2 separate regions of the Hordeum vulgare genome follow, and region 2 is linked to region 1. The links are chromatin contacts, called in public Hi-C maps. All regions are on one chromosome and are shown on one strand. Each heading gives the region's core, a stretch centred on a gene start, on an enhancer-like site or on the middle of the called end of the contact. The rest is flanking DNA. Distances are from core to core; before and after follow the strand shown. Region 1 has its middle 67 kb from the start of LOC123440514. Region 2 has its middle 24 kb from the start of LOC123440514.

The links. Hi-C and Micro-C count contacts between places; a contact is called where the count stands out from the background.
Region 2: a Hi-C map of leaf shows a contact between it and region 1, with 5 times the contacts expected there. The contact joins two enhancer-like sites. A contact is called at or near these places in 2 of 6 Hi-C or Micro-C datasets (leaf and seedling).

The regions. Positions count from the first base shown.
Region 1 is chr3H:543,641,638-543,646,600 of MorexV3_pseudomolecules_assembly, forward strand. No RefSeq gene overlaps it. Among protein-coding and RNA genes, the nearest start is that of LOC123440514, 67 kb to the right of the region's middle. Within about 2 kb of position 2,459, at least 2 of the 3 cell types and tissues checked have open chromatin away from gene starts, as enhancers often do. A contact at or near this core is called in leaf, where this site is marked.
Region 2 is chr3H:543,685,060-543,690,022 of MorexV3_pseudomolecules_assembly, forward strand. No RefSeq gene overlaps it. Among protein-coding and RNA genes, the nearest start is that of LOC123440514, 24 kb to the right of the region's middle. Within about 2 kb of position 1,997, at least 3 of the 3 cell types and tissues checked have open chromatin away from gene starts, as enhancers often do. A contact at or near this core is called in leaf, where this site is marked.

The DNA of each region.
Region 1 (4,963 bases), core at 1,209-3,708:
ACCTGGTCAAGCTTTTGGGTTTGCGATTGCGAGGCGAAGCAGACCAAACCGCGACCGGGCTTCTCGCTGTACGTGCGTTTGCGAGCCGCGCAATCTTCTCGGAGATAGCCGCGCGCGCGCGCGCGCTCCCGAAGCCACGGCACGTGCTCGCGGAGGGGGCGGCGACCGCGCTCGCCCTTCTCTCGAAGAGCGCGCGGAGGTCGTCGCCTCCGCGGTCCATCGGCATGGCCGCGCGTCCATATGGGCGGCATGGCATGGGCCGTTGGCACGCATGCATGCGCTGGTGCATGCATCCGGCACCCGGCCGAACCAGCACGTCCTGCGCGCGCACGGCGCGCTGTGCGGTGTGGACAGAGGAGCGCGCCATGCATGCATGGCCCGCGCACAGTGGACGCGATCTCTGAGTTTTTTCTTGTTCGGTTGCGTGTCGAGCGGGCCGCGCATCGGTGGACTTTTGGGACGTGCTGCTTCTCGTGTGTGTACAGTCTACGGCCGGACATCTACCCAAGCATATACCCTACTCTACCCAGTAGGTCTGATAGTATATCGCAGGAAATTTACACGCGCCAAAAGTCAAGCGTCCAAATTAACTAGTAGACTAGACTCTGTTGCACGGCCGGGCTACATGGAATGACTTTCGGATGAGCGCCTACGGTAGGACTAGTTTTTACCTGCATCCTGCAAGCCTGGATGCAGCTGCCCAGCTGCCCTTGTTTTCCTCTGTACTAGGTCTAGCAGCTACACAAAAGCCCACGGGCTCGGTAGGATGGTACTACTACCTCCAGGAGCTACTCCTAGTAGGCCAGTAGGCAGCCAACGAATCAGAAGAGAATGTGTTTTCAGGACTTGACTTTATTCAGAGGTTTTCAGGACATGACCTGCCATAAAAAAAGCCAAAAAAAAAGGAGTACAACCCTCCATTTAGTGCCTTTTCTACGGGGCGACGACCGTGCACCAACCTTAATTTGGAGATCCATCGACTGAGCGTCACGTTCCTACCACCACGTCGGATCAGATCAAATGTTTCCAGGTGCCTCTCGCTCTCAGTCTCAGAACCAGTGGCTCGGACACGCACGCGGAAGCATGACATTACGGGCCAACGGTGACTTGTGAAGACGCAGCAAGATGAAAATCATGACGAGTTGAACCACGCAATGATTCTGTGTACTCCAGAGAGGCAACCATTTTACATGGACCAGCGCCCGCAACCATCCAACCGAAGATCACTTTGCTCCCGGGGGACACAGTGCAGCTTATTTCCCCGCGACAAGATTCGCATGATTCTCCTCCCAGTTCCACCACGCACTCTCCAAAAGGCTTCTCGAGCTGCCGCCTAGATTTCCTCCCTCCCCACCTCGCCAAAAGCTTGCTCGCCGGTGCACATCGCCGCTGCCTGCCTGCCGGTACTACCACACACACAGCACACACAAATGCACTAGCAGCGAGATAGTGTGGGTGTGGGTCAGTGGGTGGGGAGGTGAGGTGAGAAGACACCACCAGATTGACCGCAAACGATGGCCATGCGTGCGTGAAGCTACCTATCTGCACTACACTACACCACACCACGCCACAACACGCTTGCCGCATGCAGCATGCAAGTTGCATGCATGCAGCGGCAGCGCCAACGCCGACGGCCATAGAAACAAAACAAACACTACTACACGCACAGCACAGCACGGCACGGCACACCATCCGCTCCAGCTCCACTACGATAGCCTGTCTCCCTCCTGTCTGCCCCTGGGGGATCCCGATGCCGCCATGGCTCGGGCGACGGACCATCATTGCTTGCACTCACTGGACAAGAACATGTCACCTCCACTGGCCTGGCTGGCCACTGCCTCACTCTACCTACATCCAGCAGGGTCTAGTATCCATCTGGGATCGTCTTTGGTCCGTAGTGCCCGGTAGGGTATAAGCTACCAAAGCGGCCGAGCGCGCGGTGAGACGGGCCGATGCGTGCGCAGCTCACGAACACACCGGCCGGCCCCGGTGGCTCCACCGGCTCGGGGGTTGGGTGGATAAGCAGCCAATCAGGCTGAGCGTGTACGTGTTTTAGGGCGCACCGGCGCACCCAAACGGGAGGCGATGGGCCGGTCCACGACGTTGCGCCGGCGATCGAGGATATATACGGTGGTGGTGTGGCCGTCATGCCGGCGTCATAGTGCTGGTGTGTGGTGCGTGCCGGCTCGTCTTTCTTCCGATCTGTTGGACGTCCGAGATTGGCACACGTGCATTACATGCACCCATCACTACTCCCTCTGTTATTAAATATCAGTCTTTTTAAAAAATTTAACAGAGAACTACGTACGAAACAAAATAAGTATACATATATTCTAAAATATAAATATTATTTTTTATCATGCACTCATCACTACTCCGTAGTTCAGTACATACGTACTTCAGGAGAGGAGACCGACCCATGGTAACGCGAAAAGGCGTTTGTTTTCCGTGAGGAATATATTTGCGGAAAAGGACGAGGAAAACGAGAGGAAAATGCCTGGCAAATATACACCGAATATGTACCGCCATCCACGAGAGGAACTCAAAATATTCCGATGCAAATCCGACGGATGAAAATCCCGCTTTTGATGTGGAACTTCACCATCCGGGCAAAAAGCTCTACTATTTCCGTACGAGAAATATGGAAAGGCGTATTGGTGTGTGTTTGCCTGCTGCCACGCCAGGATAAGATACAGTGGCTGTCACATAATTCCTTGAAGCCAGACACAAGCATCCTCCAAGCCCAAGGTATCTGATGCCCCCCGGGTGATGGTGAAAACGTTTATGCCCACTGAAGCAGGAAAGCGCGGGCGTAGTGCATATGTGCCAGACTCGCGTCGTCATTCCTCTGCACGCATGCCATGCATACAATACAAGCAGGCGGCAACAGGATTTGATTGAGGGGATGTGAGAGCATGGAAACCAACCCCCGGGAAGCAAGAGCTAATGGCTCTCAAAGTGACGGTTACTGGAGCCCGGTGTACATGTGGATGATCAGGCTTTGGGACTTGGATTTTGTTTGACGGCAACCGAAAACTTGACATTTAACAGCCGCTGTCAGTTCAGTCTCTGGCTAGTGGAGGATGTCTTGAGGCTGCTTTTGGTGCCAGAATCAAATGGCCCCGTTTTGCACTTTCATCGCGTTTTTTCTTACCTGTTTTCTTTTTTTTCCTTGGATTATTTGGTCGACCTATCTCAATCGCAATCTTGTGTGCGAAATTATTTCTTGGTAGCGAAATTATTGTTAGTCGTCCAGTCCGGACATGTCATCATGTCGAGTAAAGGATGCAGTAAATTGATTCACAAGCATGAAACGTATTGTTTGTTTTTTCGTTTGATCCTTTACACACAAGCAATCACCTTCAGTGTTCTTCTACCAAGAAGAGGCAAGCAGGCCGAAAAGTGCTAGCAGAGGCCGGGCTCTACAGAGCTCTTTATTTTATTTTTCAGCAAAAAAAAACTTTTTCCACATCTCAAAAAAATATCTGAAAAAGGTATACATGTATAAAATTTAATGAACATATATATTCACATGTGATGTACACCAAAAAGACAAATACACATACTAAAGTGGGCTTTTTCTTATTTGTATTTGGGCCAGATATTTATCATTTTTTTGTAACATGTAAATAATCAAAATAGTTGATTAAAAATTTATACAAACTTGAAGAATATGCTTATGTGGTATTTGTAGAAAAAAGATTGACATTTTTTGAACTTCAAAAGAATATTTTTTATTTAAAGCAAGCTTCATGGAGCTCAATCTTTGCAACCCTTTCCTCCAAACAAGCTGGCTACTCAAGGCATAGCCGTACAACGACCCAATCGAATGCGGATTTTGTTTGCTTTTGTCCGTTTGAGTTGTCAGTTTAGTCAGCGTCCATCCATGTTCGTGAGTTTTTTCGAGTATTTCCAACTAGCCGACCCATTTGATTCGCCCCGTCCATTTTTTATTTGAATTACCATTCAGAACCAAACAACCTAATCGAATTACACATTCCTAGACATAATAAAGCCACATGGTTTACAACCAATACATTGGAAGGAAAAGGGTAGCCACAACAAATTGGTTTTCTATGTGAGTCAACATATGCCCAACTATGTGGTCGGATCCTCTTCCTCGAACAGCCGGTCGCCGGATCCCACGTACAGGTTCGTCGAAGCGGCGCAAGTGCACCGCCTCTAAAGGTATTCGCGTGTGCAGGAGGAACACTGTGCGGCGGACTACTAGGTCCGGATCACACAGTCGGCGGCGGGTGGAGGTGGCTAGTTGCAACACATGCAAAGCCCTAATGATGGCGCCCAAGCGATCAACTGAATAAGTGTGTCGCACCTCCACTATATATAGGCACCCGGTGCGGGCTCAGCTCTTGGGCTTCGCATGGATCCTAAAGCCCACGTGTTCCTTCCCTAAGCGTGTGACCCCTTAGGTTTTCGTTCATTTGGTCGCGGGTCAAATCACATCCGACTCGGCTAGTCGGTGGCGGCCTCTAGCAAAGCTGCCGACTCCAAGTGTCCCATGAAGCTGGTTAAGCGAACTTGTACTTCATACTTCTATTTCCTTTGCCACACGATATATGTTGTCGTGTTCAAGGCGACATGGTCATCTGATCAACACTTCAGATTGTCTCATAATCCTAATTGCATGACCATGCTTATCCAGGTCGGATCACCCCGAAGGGCCAAGAGTATATCTCTCTAGATCGGAGGGACAAATTGTTGGGGAACGTTGCATGGAAAACAAAAAAAAATCCTACGCTCAGCAAGATCGATGTAGGAGATGCACATCTACGAGAGGAGAGACTGAATCTACATACCCTTGTAGATCGCTAAGCGAAAGCGTTGCAGAACGCGGTTGATATAGTGGTACGTCTTCGTGATCCGATCACGATCGGTCCCACGAACTCCCGATCAAGTGTCGAACGGACGACACCTCCGCGTTCAACACACGTACAATTTGGTG
Region 2 (4,963 bases), core at 747-3,246, 43 kb after region 1:
CCCTCATATCCGAACCCTTAAAACCATACAATCTATGCAACACTACGTAAAAATAGATCAACATAGAGCTCATCGGATTGACCGAACAAAACGAGCATAGTTCATCGGAGTTCATCGGCAAATCCTAACTACGAACTAGCTAAACATAGGTAAAATATAAATGAAGACGGGGCAATCACCACTTCCTCACCGGCCCTTTGCCCTTCCGGTTGTCGATGCAACTGTAGGAGTCGGCTCTGGTGAGGAATCGAACGAGTCGTCGGACGGGGAGCTTTGGTCATCATCATCGTCGTCGGAGAGGCTGACGAGCTCTCGCTTGAGCTTGGCGAGCTGAGCCGCCTCCATCGCTACCTCCGCCGCCTCGCGCTCGGACTGCTCAATGACAATCTGCAGCGCCTTCGCGTTCTTCTGTCGAAGCTGTCGCATGTCCGTCTCTGCGGTCGTAAGCGATCGACGGTAGACCCATTCGAGGAGCCGCGCGTCCTCGTCGAGCTCTGCATCCATCCCGCGGCGTCGGCGCACGGATTGCTCTGCCTGTGACCTCTCCCTTTACTGTTGCCACTCGCGGCGGGCGGGACATGCCTCGATTCTAGCGTGCGTGTCCGGGCCGGCACGACGGGCACAAGCACCCACCAATGCGCACGTGAGGGAGTAGCAGCCGTCGGGGCTAGGGCACGACGCAGGGGAGGAGAGAATTGCATAGGCCGCCTGCCGAAGCTACGCACAGACGGGGAGGGGCCAGCGCCGTCGTCCGAGCTACGCCGGAGGGGAAGCGGCGAGGCTGCCAAGCCGGAGTTGCCCCCGGTCTCCACCTTGGACCGCTCCAAAGTGACGCGGAGGGCAAGCTCATACTCTGGATCGAGGTCATCGTCGGAGCTCGACGTTTTGTCGGATTCGATCGGATTGAGTGCGGGAAGAGAAGAGGACGGACCGCGAAAGGAGAGTGAGTGAGCTAGGATTTCAGAGCGATGAGCCACATGCGGCTTTTTGTGGGACATCCGTGGGGTCGTGGGTGGACCGGGCCTGTCTGGTAGGCGTGCTCGGGCTATCTCATATCTACCTCATGTTTGGAGTGGATATGAAGGATGCTGGTGAGCCCGGACTTTTGAATCTCGTTTAAAGCGTCCGTTTGAATCACTTTTTAATGAGTGAACACTGACCGGGCTGGTTGCCCGATCATGGTTGTAGATGCTTTAAAGGTTCATTCTCCCTAGAAGCCACTTGATGTGTCAAGTTTTCATGTTAGAGCTAGTTCCATTCTCCGGTGTGAAAGTGTGTGGACATGGCAAAAAACGGAAGGGCATGGGAGAGGAGCATACGTGGCATGGTCGTCCGAGTCCATGCCGTTTCCTAAGTTGTTCAATTGCTCATGATGCAATGGTTAATGGTCTTGTACACTGATCAAGATAAGACGGCTAATTTAACAGCTAGCTACAGAACAAAGTTGAGCATGTTCTCGGCCAAAATAATTACTAATAGGAGTAATAGGCTAGATTACCCTACGGGCACTATTAAACTCCCATCACCTTGGCCTCTAACTACAATCGATCCATCATCCACGTCCCTGTCTGCCCTCTCAAGAGCGACCGGCAACCACACCGCGAATCTTTTGACAAACCACCCACAAATCACCGCCTAGTCCTTCATTTATTCAATCCAAGGTTTTGAACGCTATCTCAGACGCTTCTGCGGGCCGCGACGACCAACCCGACTGCCATGTGTGCGCGCTCTGTCGGGGCGGGCATAATTACCCAAGACTTGCAGTGCAGGTGATGGGAAACCTGTACCGCCAGCAGTGCGACGGAAGCAAGCGGCGAGAGATCGGTTCGGTCTCGAGTGCTTGGACTCCAGGGCTCGAGCGCCCGTTTTGTTCTACGTGCTCAATGATGGTGCCTCCAGCGCACTGCTCCAACGGGCAAAGCACCAAAGCTCCCCTTGGCGTGCAGCCTGACGGGAGGGGAGCCCCGAGCGTGCACATGCGCCGATCGGCCGTCGCGGTCGGACGCGCGGCCCGTGCGTGCGCGCGCACGGGATGGGATCGGGGATCGGGGGTCCATCCCTCCGTTGGACCGTGACGGAGCATCGCGCGTGTGGACGAACATTCGTGTGGTGGGCGCCGTCCCTCCCTCGTGCCCATCATCGTCCCGCGCGCTGCTGCGGCGCCCATCTCTCGCTGTTCCGCGACGGCTTCCCGGAACGAACGAGCGCCCGCGTCGGGCCCAAGCAAGCGCTGGACGCATGGGCGACGCGACCCAGGGCGCTGTCTCGCCAGGCAGCGAGCAGAGTAGGACGGCGGCGCCGGTGCAGTGCGACCCGGGCATGGGGAACCCCTGAGCTGAGGCCCGGTGTTGGCTCGTGAAAGCAAGGCGCACGAGCAGCAGCAGCAGCAGAGGCAGCGATCGATGGATCTGGGCAATCATGGCGCTCATTATTAACGGGGTTTTGGACGGGCGCCGGTGGATTCTGCCGCTGAACCATCCCCATCACACGCACCCACAACATCGCAGCAAGCTCTTCTCCTCCCATCTCTGAAGGCCGTCTGATGATGCATGCATGCCGATGCGCATGCGGCTCTCCAAGGAACAGGCTGGCCTGCCTGCCTGCCTGTGACGGAGTAAACAAATGCAGCGCTTTGACCTTTGGGGTTTCACCGGGGTTTCGGACGCAAAAGAGGGTAGAACGGGGGTCCCATTGATCCATTTTCTAGGGTTTTGGATTTGGAAAGAAACATGGAAAAAGGCCGGGCGGGGCTAGAAAGCACGCCTTTGTCCTTTTGGAAAAGCGCCGAGGGCGCACTGCGTACAACCTCTTGCTTTCTCCAGCTGTGGAGTTGGGAGTGGGGTTCAAGATTCAGGTGGTGGTGGAAGAGGCATGCAAGGTGTGGTAGGAGGTACCTAGGAATATGATCAGGATAACAGTGGCCGTCATTTCCAATTGAAGGCGTCGTGCCATGTCGATCGATCCGTCCCGACTACTGTACTGCTCCTTTGCCGTGGAGGGGGCATCGAGAGCGAGTGAATCTGAGCTGTGATCATGGTGGCGATGATGGCCTCGGCCAATCCAGCCCGGTGGTGGGTCTCGTTGCCATCGTTGGGACTTGCGACAGACACTGCGTCCTGACGTCGACGCCCAGCCCGGCATCTATTCCCGTCCATCCACACCCAACCTAACCTAAGCCGGCGGCATAGCAGGTGCCTACTTCTAATTGATCCCCTGCCTTTCATTCCCCTTTATCTTCACTTTTACCTACTGCCGATGTTTCCTACAAGTGCTGCGCCCTTCGGCTAAACGTCAAGGATACATCCGGCTTTCTAGATGACTGCCTAGACCCTACAGTAATGCTGTCTCGTCAATGCAGTATATGCCATATTGCCTTTCTTGCGAGGATGTTGCTACCTTTCACTAAGTCTGGTTTGATGTAATGTTATACCACGATTTCTATTCCGACCACCCATAAATGAAATATTCCCGTATTTGTGCCCTCTGGTATAGCAAACTTAGAGCATCTCCAACAGACGCCTAAAAAGTGTTCCGCGCGTTAAAAGATTTATTTTTTGAGCGCCGGATAGCTTCAACAAAAGCTGCAAAACAGTGCGCGCTAAAAACTTTTGGACGCGCGCTGAAAAGCATTATCGCACGTAGCATATTTGGTGCGCCGCCTTGTGCGCGTAGCAGACTCTGTGCTGCTGCCGGTGGGGTCCCTGGATTGGGCTCACCACTAGGGCGTGTTTGTTGGAGATCCTCCGCTCCCCGCGCTTTAAAAATGCTACAGTAACGCGGTAAAAAAATTATTGGGCACGATATTTTTGTATTGCTCTTGAAGATGCTCTTAGGGTAAGTTCTTTCGGGGCTTATGGCTGGTTCTGGAAATAAGTTGCCCACTCCCAACTTATTGTAGAACTTTAACCTAAGATTTTAGTTTTTTCAGCAGGTAACTAAATAAAAAATTTGGTTGTGCTTTTAGAATAAACTAGAGAGAACACCTTATTTTCATAGCCGGTAATAAACCCCGAAAGAACTAGCCATTAAGCTACTTTTTGATGATGTCTTCCTGAAATGGTCTAGTGTCAGTCTAGATTGTTTTTATTTTCAAATTATAATTTTTTCTTTCTGTTATACTTTTATATCCATGTTTTCATATATTTTCTCTTAGATTTTTTATTTACTTATTAGTTTTTTTATCTATACTTTATATTTCATTACTTTATTTTTTTTTCATTTCAATTTTCTGAAATATTTCTTAAAACACATGAACATTCTTGTCAATTTGATGTATAATTTGCAATGCAAAATGAAGATTTTAAATTACTGGGAGAATTCTTTCAAATATACGTTTAACATTATTCAACTTCGTAAACATTTTAAATTTTCGAACACACTTGTGAATATTTTTTTCAAATTTGTTAAAATACCAATATTGGTTAACATTAAAAAAAAGTAGATGAACAGTTTTTCAAATTTAAAAAACTAAATCGTGCTTGTATAAAAAATTACAACTTTGGAAACATTTTAAAAACTCATGAACATTTAAATAAAAATCATGAACACTTTTAAAATTCGCCAACATTTTAAGAACTCGTGAACTTTATTAGCAATTTTTGAGTTCGTGATCTATTGAGAATTTTTTGAACTCGCGAACAATTTTTTAACTTCAAAAACATTTTTTTAGATCAATAATATTTTCAATTTTGCAAACTTGTTTGTGTTTGCGAACTTTTTCCCAAACTCCTGAAATTTTTAAATTACCAAAAAATTTCAGACTTGTAAACATTATTCAAAACCGTGTACATTTTGCAAATTTGTTAAAAAGAATAAACTTGTGAATATGTTTTAAGGAAGACCATCCCACCAAAGGAGCGACCTGGGGGATTTGGTCCTACCGCTCATTACGAGCGATGCATATCACCATTGCCACGGAGGTCGGTAAAAAGCTTACGAAGCCCTATTCTACACCTTGTGCCAC